4 separate regions of the Mus musculus genome follow, and all the other regions are linked to region 4. A link is a contact called in public HiChIP or PLAC-seq data. All regions are on one chromosome and are shown on one strand. Each heading gives the region's core, a stretch centred on a gene start, on an enhancer-like site or on the middle of the called end of the contact. The rest is flanking DNA. Distances are from core to core; before and after follow the strand shown. Region 1 overlaps Thsd7a (thrombospondin, type I, domain containing 7A). Region 2 overlaps Thsd7a (thrombospondin, type I, domain containing 7A). Region 3 has its middle 39 kb from the start of Tmem106b. Region 4 holds the start of Thsd7a (thrombospondin, type I, domain containing 7A).

Evidence for each region. HiChIP or PLAC-seq counts read pairs in DNA pulled down with a chosen protein or histone mark.
Region 1: a contact with region 4 is called in an H3K27ac HiChIP or PLAC-seq map of the NIH/3T3 cell line, with 6 times the contacts expected there. The contact joins the enhancer-like site here to the promoter of Thsd7a in region 4. A contact is called at or near these places in 5 of 39 promoter capture datasets (the 3T3-L1 cell line, 3T3-L1-derived adipocytes, cranial neural crest and 1 more), 9 of 484 Hi-C or Micro-C datasets (3T3-L1-derived adipocytes, the C2C12 cell line, the HL-1 cell line and 6 more), 9 of 115 datasets of contacts at active chromatin or transcription factors (the NIH/3T3 cell line, cardiomyocytes, a colorectal cancer cell line and 6 more) and 1 of 9 other capture datasets (adipose tissue).
Region 2: an H3K4me3 HiChIP or PLAC-seq map of neural tube shows a contact between it and region 4, with 4 times the contacts expected there. The contact joins the enhancer-like site here to the promoter of Thsd7a in region 4. A contact is called at or near these places in 12 of 39 promoter capture datasets (the 3T3-L1 cell line, 3T3-L1-derived adipocytes, cranial neural crest and 6 more), 13 of 484 Hi-C or Micro-C datasets (3T3-L1-derived adipocytes, the AML12 cell line, the STO cell line and 9 more), 11 of 115 datasets of contacts at active chromatin or transcription factors (SST interneurons, craniofacial prominence, embryonic basal ganglia and 8 more) and 4 of 9 other capture datasets (adipose tissue, embryonic stem cells, liver and 1 more).
Region 3: an H3K27ac HiChIP or PLAC-seq map of the NIH/3T3 cell line shows a contact between it and region 4, with 6 times the contacts expected there. The contact joins the enhancer-like site here to the promoter of Thsd7a in region 4. A contact is called at or near these places in 11 of 39 promoter capture datasets (the 3T3-L1 cell line, 3T3-L1-derived adipocytes, cranial neural crest and 5 more), 42 of 484 Hi-C or Micro-C datasets (the 3T3-L1 cell line, 3T3-L1-derived adipocytes, the AML12 cell line and 19 more), 12 of 115 datasets of contacts at active chromatin or transcription factors (the NIH/3T3 cell line, astrocytes, a colorectal cancer cell line and 8 more) and 1 of 9 other capture datasets (embryonic stem cells).

Annotation. Positions count from the first base shown.
Region 1 is chr6:12,453,531-12,456,691 of GRCm38.p6, forward strand. The region is part of intron 6 of Thsd7a (thrombospondin, type I, domain containing 7A); the gene reads right to left. The region is part of intron 1 of Gm38583 (a long non-coding RNA gene); the gene reads left to right. Among named protein-coding and RNA genes, the nearest start is that of Gm38583, 18 kb to the left of the region's middle. Within about 2 kb of position 1,796, at least 14 of the 459 cell types and tissues checked have an H3K27ac peak or open chromatin away from gene starts, as enhancers often do. A contact at or near this core is called in 3T3-L1-derived adipocytes, the HL-1 cell line, the NIH/3T3 cell line and 1 more, where this site is marked.
Region 2 is chr6:12,334,902-12,338,535 of GRCm38.p6, forward strand. It overlaps Thsd7a (thrombospondin, type I, domain containing 7A), which reads right to left. Exons shown (of 28, transcript NM_001164805.1): 19 at 2,351-2,466. Among named protein-coding and RNA genes, the nearest start is that of Gm38583, 100 kb to the right of the region's middle. Within about 2 kb of position 1,705, at least 7 of the 459 cell types and tissues checked have an H3K27ac peak or open chromatin away from gene starts, as enhancers often do. A contact at or near this core is called in embryonic basal ganglia, neural tube and second pharyngeal arch cranial neural crest, where this site is marked.
Region 3 is chr6:13,029,216-13,032,632 of GRCm38.p6, forward strand. No RefSeq gene overlaps it. Among named protein-coding and RNA genes, the nearest start is that of Tmem106b, 39 kb to the right of the region's middle. Within about 2 kb of position 1,531, at least 12 of the 459 cell types and tissues checked have an H3K27ac peak or open chromatin away from gene starts, as enhancers often do. A contact at or near this core is called in the HL-1 cell line, the N1E-115 cell line, the NIH/3T3 cell line and 1 more, where this site is marked.
Region 4 is chr6:12,747,650-12,750,813 of GRCm38.p6, forward strand. It overlaps Thsd7a (thrombospondin, type I, domain containing 7A), which reads right to left and starts at 1,604. Exons shown (of 28, transcript NM_001164805.1): 1 at 1,148-1,604. The coding sequence starts at 1,304.

The DNA.
Region 1 (3,161 bases), core at 546-3,045, 290 kb before region 4:
CTCTTGTTAAAGAATAGACAAAAATATGGAATTAGTATAAAAGACAGACCAGGAGGCTAGTCTCCTCTGTGACACTTTAAATATGCAGTAATTAGCATAATTAAAATGCTTTTTAAATGATTGAATAACCCAGAGGTATTTATTGACTATAACAATCAGAAATACTGATTATAGTAACAGAAATAAAATCAAAGAAAATGAAAAATGGCTGTTCTTAAGAGACTGTATCTTTTGGTAGAGTTCATAAGACATATAAAGTATAATTATTATAGAAAATAAGAAAGAATTACTAGTAACAAATATAGTCCTTGATAAAGAAAATCTTAGGTCATTCCCGAGAAAAATATCATATTTTGACTGGATGAGAGTAGTGAACTTTGTTTTGTTGTTGTTTTTTTTGTTTGTTTGTTTTGTTTTAGAAAAGGTAAGATAAGTTTAAATAATGTTTAAAGGGTTCACAACATATAAGCAAAGAGAAGGAAGAAAGATTTACCAAGAAATAGACTTGATGTGAGATAGGGGGTCAAGACAAAGACAACCGCAGGTCCAGAATTGAATGCAGAGGTCCAGAGAGGCAGCAGCCAGGACAGAAGCAGAAGGCCCAGTGGAGCCTGCTGAGTAGACCTGGAACTCCAGGGAAGAACTGATTTTAATCTTTGGTAACCAGGCTTTCCTACATGGATGATAAATGTCAGAGCACTGTTTGTGAAAGACAAGTGGACAGAATGTGGAGGCACAGAGAACATTGCCAGGCGCTGTGCTTTCAATGGCTGGACTACGTGAGTGACAGTTTACTGATAGGGTTCTTAACTGCATTTAGTGGCTGTGAGTGTAAGGAGCAGATATAGGGGAGATTTTTCCGAAGGCTTGACCAAGGCCTTGACAGCAGATAGTATCAGGAACACAAAAGAGAGGAGCCAAAGTAGTATGAGAGATTTTAAGCCTGGATGACTAAGAGAAAGCTAGTGACTTTAGCAGAAATCAAGACAAAGAAGATAGAACATTTGGCCCAATTTTAGGTTTTTAGTGTGGTCTTGAGAAGAACTATTATTAAGAGTTTAAGCCTCTTAACCTCTGACACATTCCTTAATAAACATGCAACATTAAGATTGGGAAGTATCTTCTCTCAGGACTCCCCTCAGGTGGCACAGAATTAAGAGACCTCTGAGATCTGAAAGCTGCAAGAACATTTTGTGCATCCAAAATAAAATATAAAAACAGATCCAATCTTTAATCGGTAGTAATATTGTATGCTATCAGGATTTGTAATTACAAGAAAAATAACCTTTCTTATAGGACTAAATTATTGGTACCTACATGAAGTTATTTCTATTGTTCCTTCCCATTTCTTGTATTTCTTTTTTATCTTCTTTTGGGACATTTCACCCTATTGTTTCCTAACATATTCTACAGACTGTATTTGAGAATATACATTTTGGGACTGTCATTCTTTTAGTACACATTGTTGACTAGTGGCTTGTGCTTGCATATATTGAGTTTTATCCAAATCAACCAAACACTTCTTCATTTAGGGGCTTTATTGCTCAACTCAGATTACCACAAATGATAGTGGTTGTCATAGATGAGATTTATCACTCTAAGGATCAGGAAAAATTTCATTTTCTTCTTCCCTGTGAATGATCTCCTTGTTGGGTTTTCTGTACCACAGCCACTGACTCACCAGTTTCTAAATATTTGTTGGATTATTCTCAAAATGTCAGGAGTGCTGTCTTGGTGGTAGTTCTCAGAATCTGGTTCTCAATGGCAAACTGTCAGTGTGTTGAAATCCAGCAATATCTTGTATGTCCTATGATGTAAATATTCTGTTGTCTTGGTGAGCAACTCATCAGAATGGAAGCTGGACTTCAGATGTTGACCATGTTTTCTTCTAGCACAACAGAGTTCTGCTTTTTCTTAACAGGGATAATTGTACTGCTTTAGAAAACGCCTAGCCTCCACTTCCTAACAGGGAACCTTAAGTAAAAACCAATCCTCTTCAGAGGAATCATCATCTGATCTGGCTGAGAAGAAAAAAAATAGTAAAATACATATTCAAGGCATGCAATGGGACGAATTGGATTTGAAAATAGTTATAATCTTACAGATATCTAGCCAGCCCATAAACAGCTCTCCAGGGGCTGAACTCTACAGGATCCTTGGAATGGGTCTCAGAACTCCTCTTGTATGTGTGAGAAGTCAGAGCAATAATGGGAATCACTCCAGGTCAAAAGAATTATTGCCATTCTTTTATTGTGATAAAGGGCAAAAATGGAAGGAAATAAACACATTTTTAAGGCTATGATTAACTCATACCTCGAATCAATAGGAAATACAATTTAGTAAAAGAGGAGTTCGGAAAAAAAAAAGAATGTTCGTTGTTCTCTTTCTTGACTTTGACAAGTGATTACAGGATTACTTTTTTAAAACAGAGACAGCAGGGAGACTGCACTGCCTTTTTTCCAGCTTTATAAGAGATAAACACTTCTTTTTTCTGAGAACTGACAGGCACATTCTTTATACAGATTATCATGTTTTCACATTTAATATTATCCTTTCTATTGACCAAAGCTACATTTTAAGCCATCATGAAATCCACTTTTAAAAGCTTTTCTTGTTTTTTGTTTTTATTTTTTATTAAATTAGAACAGGAGGATAATACACTGGAAACAGAGGCAAGCCTTCTTTTATGACTCATACATGACATTCATTTATCATTTATCTGTGATTGCAGGAAATGGATCACAATGAGTCCAGTTCACTTGAATGTCTCTACGCTGTTTAATTTAAATCCACACTACTAAGATATACTTCAAACTATGAGAAAACCTAAATATCATAACATTTTCTAATCAAATTGAAAATATATTTTTAGAAAAACAAAACTGTTTGAGCAGTCAGCAGATTGTCATTGTCAATAATTAATATTTCCAAGAACATAGAACAGAAGCAACGCACCAGTTATATATAACAGAACTGATATAATTGCAGTATTATGTAAGAGTTTGATGAACATAAAATATAATTTAAAATGATAGGGTTTTGATATTACATGTATACTTTTAATGTGAAACTGTCCCAATAGGTTTTTGGGTTTGCACACTTGGTCCCTGCTGGTAGAAGTGTTTTCGGAGCAATACTCTTAAATGTGCCACTGCGGAGTT
Region 2 (3,634 bases), core at 455-2,954, 410 kb before region 4:
GTGTGCCTAGTCTTGCAGTGATTTGATGTGCCGATAGAGTTGGGGGTGATGGAGTGTGTGTGTGTGTGTGTGTGTGTGTGAGAGAGAGAGAGAGAGAGAGAGAGAGAGAGAGAGAGAGAGAGAGAGAGAGAGAGATCCCCAGGGGATGACTTCACTCCCTTCTCAGAGGAGAAGGGGATGAGGGAATGGGAGAGGATTTGTGTGAGGGGGAAGAGAGGGGCGCTGATAAGGAGGTGTAAAGTGAATAAATAGTAAGTAAGTAAATAAATAAATAAATGAAAAAAGAAATGTTAGAGAATTCATCTTTCTTAAAAGAAATGTGGGTCCTCAGGCGATATAAATGTTTTTATATAATTTGCTTATGAAGAATTTCTATTCTCAGGTTTATCTCATTAACTCTGCTGTAACTTATTTATTTATTTATTATTTATTTATGTGTATGGCCTCTCATAATGTATCATTTTATTTGTATTTTGATCCTGTCATTGTGATTTACATGTTACAGTTTTGAAGTATATATAAGAAAGAATTTCAAGTTCACAGGTGATATATTCCATTCCAACATCTAAAGTGAAATCAAAGGTATGAGGAAGCATTAAAAAAAAGTATTAATATTATAGCAGAGAATAACAATTTTTATTGGTAATTCTCAGAACTGCCATTCCTTTTTGCTTTCTATGAAAAAGTAATTTAAATTTTTAGTATCTGTACAATATGTAAATGTGCTGTTATGAGAATGGATATAGACTATGAAATTAGACGAGAGACCATGGGAAGGAAACACGGTATATTGAGGAAGGAGAGTGACGGGAATGTTAGTGGATTTAACCCTAATTTTCCTCTTTGTAGGGCACTAATGACACATTTCTTTGTGGCCATTAGAGAAGCAGCAAGAGCTACCTACTGCTGCTGAACTGAATACAGGGTTTGCACAGGGGTTGGTAGGTAGGTGGTCTGAGCATCCAGCTGGACTCATAGGGATGCATAAAATGGTATGTGTGTTGTTTAATTCCCACAGAGAGCAGCTTAGTTTTCCCTGAAGACAGCATTTGCTAGGGTGTTAGGATCTGAACCTGCAGTTGTCCCTGCAAAATTCACAAAGCAAAAGAAGCAATTTAAAAGAGTCCTGAATGCATTGGGCTTTACTACTAAAGCAGTCTCATTTCACATTCTTGTAAGGAGGAAATTTTCCTGGGTGTTTGCCAGAGACTACACTAATCACCCCGAGCAGGATCACCTACCATTCTCCGGGATGTTAGTTTTTGTTGTAATCATCTTCAAGCACAAAATTGTTATTTACTGTTGGTTATATTGCTTAAATTATAATATTAAAAAAACCTGATTTTAACTTACTTTAATTTAACATATAAATAGGTTGGTAAACAAGATTTTACAGGGAGACATTTATTGTCTAAACAAAGCAATGTTTTCAGAGCCTCTAGAAGTCCATCCCTATAGACAGAGATGTGAGGAAGTTAAAGTTACATGCACATTGACAACGGCACTAAGTGGGTTCAAGTAGTTTCCACTGGTGGCTTTCTTTCCCTTGAGAGTTAAGAAAATTCTGTTTCACATCTACTGAAGCTCTTGCTTATTTTGGTCTGAAAAATGACCCTGTGCATATCAGAAGCACAGGGAGTGAAAGGACAGGAACGTCATTGCCTTTGTGGTGTGAAAAATCAGACAGAAATCTCTTCCATGCAAGGTGTAGCTTCATGAAAAAGAGAAAGGCCAATGCCACGTATCTCTGCTGCCCAGAACGCCGGAGCTAAGAATCATAGCATTACTTTGCTTTGACGATTAACTATAAACGACATCTCTGAGCCTTAAAGCTATTAGTGACAGACTTCACTGCTTTGCTGGAGCACTGAGCTCTCTTATCCAGACCTGAGACCTAAGTACTTAGATTTTCACAGCTGGGTATCAGATCTTCATATCAAAATCTGCTCTGAAACTGCATGTGATCAATGTTTAGCAACAAAAAGAATAAATGATGCATCTTGGCAGGTATCCAAGCTCTGCACCCAAATCACATCAAATTACAAAAGATGATGAATGGTCTGATTAAGATTTATTGCTTTTATTCACCTTGATTGCTTATTGTTTCCTAAGCATTTTTTTCCAGAATTGGCTAATTAGCATACCTCAGGGCTCCAAGCAGAACAAAGTACAGGAAATTATCTGTGGAAATCGGTAGCGTGGATACTGTCTCTTTTCAAGAGGGCACTAGACAGCCTGTGAAAACAGCTGTTGCCCATGCAAGTGGGTGGAGCAAATGCCACTTGGCTCCATGTGAATTCAAATTATCAGGGAAGAATTCCTTCAAAGATTTAACTCAACACTCACCCACCTCTTCACAGTACTTTAGGTCAACGGACTTGCCATCACTTCGAACACAGTCCAACATCCTTGTTTTAATGCCATTCCCACAAACTGCCTTCTCGCTCAGCTGACACGTACTCCAGTCTGAATGAAAAAGACCCATCAGAACAGAAGGCGGTGCATGTAACAGACGTCAGATGAAACTCTGATGACCTGAATCCCATGCCTAATTCACAACTGCTTCCTAAGCCCCTCAATCAATCATCCCACATGCAGAGCATATGGGTCCCAGATTTGAACATATTAGGAGTCAAATGAAATTGCTGAGGTTGCACATAGCGGTGGGGATTATTTTTTGAGGCAGATGTCTACTCGACAGTCTTGACAGCTAGCTATTTAGTGATATTGTAAAAATGACTTGGTCGCACAGATCAATACCATGTCAAAACTTTTAAAAGAAGAATAGAAATAAAAATGTACAATTATGCATCTTTTAGCAAAATAATTTTAATGGATGGTGCTCTATGTAGTTATATTAATACTATGTACTTCATTCATTTGCAGGAAGTAAAAGTCTTTAAAAGTACAAACTCATTTTGTAAATAAATTCAGCATATTTATTAAATTCTCTTATTTTGTATCTTTTCCTAAAACCATTTTTTCATCTTTCTCCAGGATAGTACAATGTACCCTAGAGAACTTTGATTTCCTTTGTGGCATCAAAGCAAATTGTAGAGAAAACTAAGAGACATAAGCCAGTGCAACTGCTATGTGTCTTTCTTCAATTTCTTGAGCTTTTTTTCAACATAAACATTACTAGGAAAAAAATCCAAGTTAGCTTCAACATTGTACCAAACCATATGAACCAATAAAATATTGTTGATGTGTATATTTTGATGATATTAACTGAAATTTAAGAAATAAATGCAATTTATCACAAGTCTACTTTTCTGATAATTATTTTTAAGACTATGGACATTTTATATCATGTCAATGTTCACAAATGTTCCAGTGTCTCAAGAATTATTTATGTATATGTAACAATCAAATATCTGATAAAAAAGAAAATATTTTCCATAATCTCAAAATAGGAGATTTTAAAAAAGATCATTTTGAGTATTTATCACATACTTCATAAATATAGTCTTTGCACACTTTTATTCTTTTTATTTTGATGATTTCTAAAAAAAAGTAAAACAGATGACTACTTCTGTCATGTGACACTGATTATGTCTCAGAGTTTAAACTGTGTCTAAATGGCACACAGGTAGAGCTGGCCTGGGATTTGAGAATGTCTGGAGTCGATTCCTAC
Region 3 (3,417 bases), core at 281-2,780, 280 kb after region 4:
CCCATATTTGAAGATTCCAAGCTACCATCTGAAGATAAGACAAAACATGAGACATTTGTATTTCGGGATCTGGATTACCTCATTCAGAATAATTTTTCCATTTCCATATATTTACCTAAAAAATTCATAGTTTCAAATTTTAATAGATGAATAGTATTTCATTGTCTCAATATACTGAAATTTCATTATCCACTCATCAGTTGATGGGCATGCAGGTTATTTCCTTTTACTGGGTATTGTGAATAGAGCACAATGAACATGGATGAGTAGATATCTCTACAGTAGGATATAGAGTCCTTTGGAAATATGCCCAAGAGTGGTAATAGCTTGATCATATGGTTGACCTATTTCCATCTTTCTGAAGATTCTCCACACTGATTTTCATAATGACTCTCTAAGTTCGTATTCCCATCAGCAATGAGTCAGTGTTCCCTTTTCCCTACATCCGGGAATTACCTTAGCCATTATGACTTCTCAAGGAAGTTCTCATTTGCATTTCCCTGGTGCTGAGGATGTTAAACATCAAATATGCCAAATTGGTAACATTTTCAATTTTATAATCTTGTGTAGTAATACACGATAATAATTGGCAAAACTCCATAAAGTACACAACATTTAGATTTGATATGTATACATAGTAAAATAATTAATATAATTGATTTAATTAGTATATCTCCACCACCCAGCTGGCCATTTATTTTAGTGAAATTGTTTACAATACAACAAGGCAGTGGTCACTGGGCTGTTCATTTGATCGTCAGAGCAGTCTCTTTGTATATCTGAGAGTTCATGCTCTTTAACCAATATTCCTCTGTTTCCCCTGCCTTGCCAGCTCAGGGAACTGTCTTCCTACCTCTGCTATGATCACTGAGTAAAAAATAACAGGAATAACAGCAGTACTAAACTGAGTCATACACCACAGAAAAGGTAAACTGATAAAATGTGAGCTTTTGTCCAGTCTATCTATTTTTATCTTTAAAAATATATTATATAAATAAATGGCAATGTGTGGATAAACTACTGCATAAAAACCATATTCCTGTGCAATAATAATTCTTGGCAAAATGAGTATGAGACCTGAAGCAAGTAATCCTACAAAGTAAAAAAAAAAAAAAAAAAAACAACCTTGAAGTATGTATTTGTATGTCACCATAATTGCATTCATAATGTAGTTTCCTAACAGCTGTGCAGGTATCCTTCTCTTTCCAGTTCTGTCTTCAGGAAAACATAGTGGCCATAGCATTCTGCATTCCAGTCTGTGTTCATTACACACTGTGTGGGGATTATGAAGGAACTAAGGATTCCTTATCTTCTAGACAGGTGGTTAAGTGTGAATTTTGCATTCACAGTTTTTAATAGACAAAATGATTCCTACTTACCAGGAAAAATTGTCTGTCAGAAGTTTATACCAAACTCCTTACTCAAGAACCCACAAGGGTTATCTGACTGCCCTCTTTCCAGCATGTGTACTGGCTTTAAAAATCAAGATTGTTAAAGTGTAACTTTGAAGTTAGTTCATAATCCCTCAGCTGCATCCTAACTAGACCTCTGGGATCACACAGCTTCCAACTTTCTGAACTGCTGTGCTTTCCTTTCTGAGGCTGCCTCAAAAACAAACATAACTACAGGATCACTGTACACCAGGTATCTGATATAATACATCACTCATTTTCAGTGCTTAGAAGTGGACTAGATGCTAAATATATTTGCTTTTATTTTGTCTGGTCATACATTATCCTATTGAACTTAAGGTTGAATACTGTAGCACATGAATTAAAGTTCTTAAAGATTTGAATAAAACCATTGCTTGCCCATTACATGATAAATGACACCCACTCCCCGAAAACAATGCCAGAAGAGAGGCCTGAACACCATAGTTAACAAAATGACACAGCAAATGAAAGAGCTGCCAAACATGGTCCAATCCAGAGCATCAGGAAACTGGAGAAAGGATGCCCCCAGCTGTACATGCCTGACATTACTCACAGTGTACTGGTTCTCCAAGCATCTATATTTGAAGCCAAAATTAAAATCACATAAAAAAAATGTAAGTGGGCATTCTGGTAACCATATTCCCATACCTTGCTTAGCAGAAAGTCTAAAGAAATGAGGAAAGAAAGGCTGGGTGGAGAGGATCATAAAGCACAAATAGTCCATTTTAAAGAAACATTTGATTATAGCAGCAGTGGAAAGAAAATGAATTCAGTTCCAAGAACAACCTAGCTATAACATATAGAATATAGGCTCTTCTATAAAAGAATATACAAGAGTAGTAGAACAGAAACTGAATAATAAAAATTCTTAACCCAAACAAAATAACAAGGGGAGATCAGGAAATACAAATAGCATTTAGCAAGACAGAGATTTAGTGATATATATATATATATATATGCATATATATACATATATATATACATATATATACATATAATATATGCATGATACATACGTATATATATAATACTTAATACAGATGGACTAATGGCTCAAGCTAACAAAATAACCAACAATTCAGTAGTCAATAAATTAGCAAAATAGGTGAAGAGATGCATTATGCTGAATTAAATAATTTTACTAATATGGAAATATGTTCAACTGCACTTATAACAAGGGAACATAATTTAGCTGTGACAATATTATTCACTTATTTTAGTAGCAAGTAAAGCATATATATAATGCACAAAATATATATAATTTCCACATATTTGTTACATTTACTCATACATCTGGGGGCAGATAGTTCAACCATGACTCTCTATACACAGGGTAATCAGAGAAACTAGAAGCTGTTCAATCTAAGAAACCTTAATACAAGGGAGACCAACGTTATCGTCCCAGACTGAGTTTGAAAGACAGAAGCTCTCTGTAATGTTGTTAGCATGTGTCTGCATTGAACGACTGAAGAAACTTGAGTCTGATGTCTTGAGATGGCAGTCAGTACAGTGACACGTTTGCTAAATAAGAATAGAGCTTGAATGTGTTACTTGCTTCTTCTACCTTCCACTTTCACTCCATGCAGGACCTCTGGGCCGTTCTGGATGTTCTTCACCTTCAGCTGCTATCCCATGTGCTAAAGGTTTTCAGGGAAACCCTCGTAGACCACCCAGGTTATGCTTTTCTACTTTCCTGGACATTTTTCGTCTATTTAAGTTGTGAAGACTCCATCACAGATCCAAGCATGGCGAAAGAATCTTTCAATTCCAGTAGTTAAGACGCTGAGACAGAGGTTCAGCCTGGGCTTCCTAAGAAGAACTTGTCTCAAAAAAAATTTAATCATTGCTAGCATGTAAAGAATATGGGAGCTCTCATATAATTTTGCTAGAAGTATGAGTCGGAATACATCCAGGGAGAATATATTATTTATAATCTAATGTGCTACATATAAAAATTATTCCCAAATATCAAAGTTTCCAACAC
Region 4 (3,164 bases), core at 354-2,853:
TATATTATGCGATTCTCCAAGGTAAAGGGTGTTTTGTCTTTAAGTGATTTTCTGTTCAATGCCTCACCACGTTGCTTGGATGTATGAACCTTCTTTAAACCTTTAGTCATCGGTGTGATTCTGGCGTAAATGGATCTGCCTCCTCAGCAGGTCGGTCGGAGGACTGAAGCCAGAAGACCCACTCTGCCTGGACTGTGATCTGGACACTTTTTCTTTCTATCTTGTTCCTATCTTGATATTTGGCATCACTCAGGAACTCTCAAGTCATCCTCAGCTATAAGCGAGGAGAATAGCTCCTCCACTTGTCTCCGGTGAGTGTGTGAAGTTTCTGGTAGGCTCAGGAATTCCGTCTTCCATAGTGGTTGGAGAGCATCCACCCACCCTCAGCAGAGAGGGGAGCCTGGAGCTCTAAGGTTTTGTTGTTTCCCTGTGTGTTCTGCTTCTACAGCGCTTTGCCGGGAGAGTCTGAGGAGCAGTGAGTTGCTACTTTTCTTGTTTTGTCAAAAAAACAAAGCGAAAAGACTTCTTTCCCGGAAAGAAAAGTTTCTAAACCTCCATGTTAATCACTCCACGGCGTAAAAGATCACTTTGAATCACTCGTTACAAATTGCACTATCCAGTTTTCCCTGTTAGAGCTGCCTGCACAGGGCTTGACCCTGGTGTCCCACACACCACAAAGCTATGCTTAATACATTTAAATCTCTCTCTCTCTCTCTCTCTCTCTCTCTCTGTGTGTGTGTGTGTGTGTGTGTGTGTGTTTGCCAAAACACCGCATTAAAAAAAAAAAAAAAAAGAACTGTCTACCTGTATATTGCTAGAATGTCATTTTAGAAAGTCTAAGACTGGAAACCCAGATTTTAAAAGCACTTCACTTTGTAATGAAAGTACAGCGCTGCCCTCATTCACTGCCGAGCGGCTAGAGAAACAATCACCCAGTGACTCACTGTTGCCTCTTAGTTATGTTGTTCTTTCCTAATGGCATAGGACATGACCTAATTCGCTTGCAGGGATCATACTTTTGACCTGGGGATCCTGGCATAATCAGGACCAGTTGGAAACACAGAGGCTCCTTCAGGAGCCCTTAGCTCGCTCCGGATCATAGTCCCAGATCTGGAGATAGAGCAAAGGACAACTCTGTCCCACTTACCGGTCTTCCACAGATAGAGGGTGGGCACCTCGGTGTCTCCCTGCGCCGCAGCCCCGCGGGCGCCAGAGCTCAGCAGGAGTAGCAAGAGCAGTGGCAACCGCAGCAGCTGCAGGACGCCCCGGCTCGGGGACGCCAGGCGCCCGGCTCGCAACCCCATGCTGTCCGCAGCCGCTCCAGCCTCCGGAGCCGCACCACTCTCGCAGGGGACGGTCTTTCCTTCTCCACCAGTAGAGAAAGCAAAGCTCTCCCTGCTTCTATTGTTCGCTCCAGATGAAAAGCAGCCAAAGAGCAACTAACACTAGGGAACAATAGCATCAGCGGCGGCCGTGGACGCCACCGCCGCCGCCGCTGGCTGGCGGGGATGCTGGCGGGGATGCTGCCGCCGCTGCCATGGCGCGCAGACTGGCAGGTCCTAGCGGCGAGGGACACAGCCGGCCGCAGGGGGCCCCAGCTGACAGAGCCGGCCCAGAGCTCTGAGAGGAGCAGCCCCCGCCGCCAGCTGTAGGGAAGGGAGGGGAGAAGAGAGAGCTGAGAAGAGCCAAGGGGACCCGAGGGGACCACCGGCGGGGGGCAGCGAGGGCACAGGGCCAGCACCCAGACCCCACGCGCCCGCCCCGAGAACTCCCCGGCACATGGTGCGCTGAAATATGTTCACAAGGATACACCAATAAAAGGCATCATCACGGGGCAGGCTTCAGGATGACGAATAACTGACATTGAAATTCATCGTCACCCAAGGAGTCAAATGCTGATCTAGTGGCGTGTTATTCTCCCTGCATATTTACACAAAGCATCAGCCTTGGTCATTTATTCTGAAGCCGCCGTGCCTTCTGAATTACTTTATGAGAAGAGCGGTACTTATGAACCTGATAGGGAACAGACCAGGGCTCACTATCAAAAGGAACTTGAGCACTTCCGTGTTTTTTGTTTTTTGTTTTTGTTATTTTTTTAACTTCAGCCCATCCTCAGTAACAATGTGACCGTGGTTAATATGTGTCAAAGTCAACACATTGTCTTGTAACTGCCTTTGAAAGCGACTTCGTACTTAAAAGTGTGCACGACGCTGTCTAATTGCATGAATAAGAATGTACAAACACTGCCAGTATATTCTGTTTTAATGATGAAGTGCATAAAAGTTCCATTCCTTTCTCTTCCATCACTATTGAAAACGCACTACTAAGGACCAGAGGTGGGGATAAAAATTAAGCCGCAAATGAGTCAGTAGCAGCAGTTGGCTTCCACCCAGTTAATAACTATTTCTACTTAAATTTCATTCCTGAGACAAATACTAATTCTTTTAAGTGCTTTTTCACAACCAAAACAAGAAACCACATGGCTTGTACCTTTTGTTCTCTATTTTATTAGATCAGGCCTAACAGAAGAATGTGTGCAGTCAGATAAAGCTTTGTCCCTTTTTTCCCCCACTCACAATAACAGTCTTTTATTATTAATTCATTTCCTTGTAACGCTTAAATAGTATCAAGGCAGTTAGCCAATTAAAACAAAGCAAAACAACAACAACACCAAAATTCCCCAGCAACCAAAAGCTAAGGATAACTATGGTCATTTGGTTGCCTGTCTTACACCAAATACAATACAATTTAAAAGGCAGAAAAACTTCTCTTAGTGACTTCACCCCCAAGGACCCAATAACCCATGAGTCTGAAATGAGAAAGCTACAGTTTCTTAGGGAGGAAAGCTTCCTTCCAGAAGGCTCCCTGGAGATGTGTGTCATTTTGCTGAGCTTTCCAGACATAACCCTTCTGCATGCATTAGATTAAAAGCAGGTTTGATCAAATAATTCCCAGGTCCTGCCTGTTTAAGTATTCTGACATCAGAGGAAATTAGCTGCATTCACGGTTGCAAATTTGGTCTTTGTTTACTTTTCACTCTGTTAGGCCTCTAAGAGGGAATTAAAAGCTCAGAGAGTCCTGGCCCTGGGCTTGTGATTAGAGGCGATAAGCCACTGTGGCTTACTGTTTCTACACTGGTGAAAAATAGGCAGTGATCAAAAGAT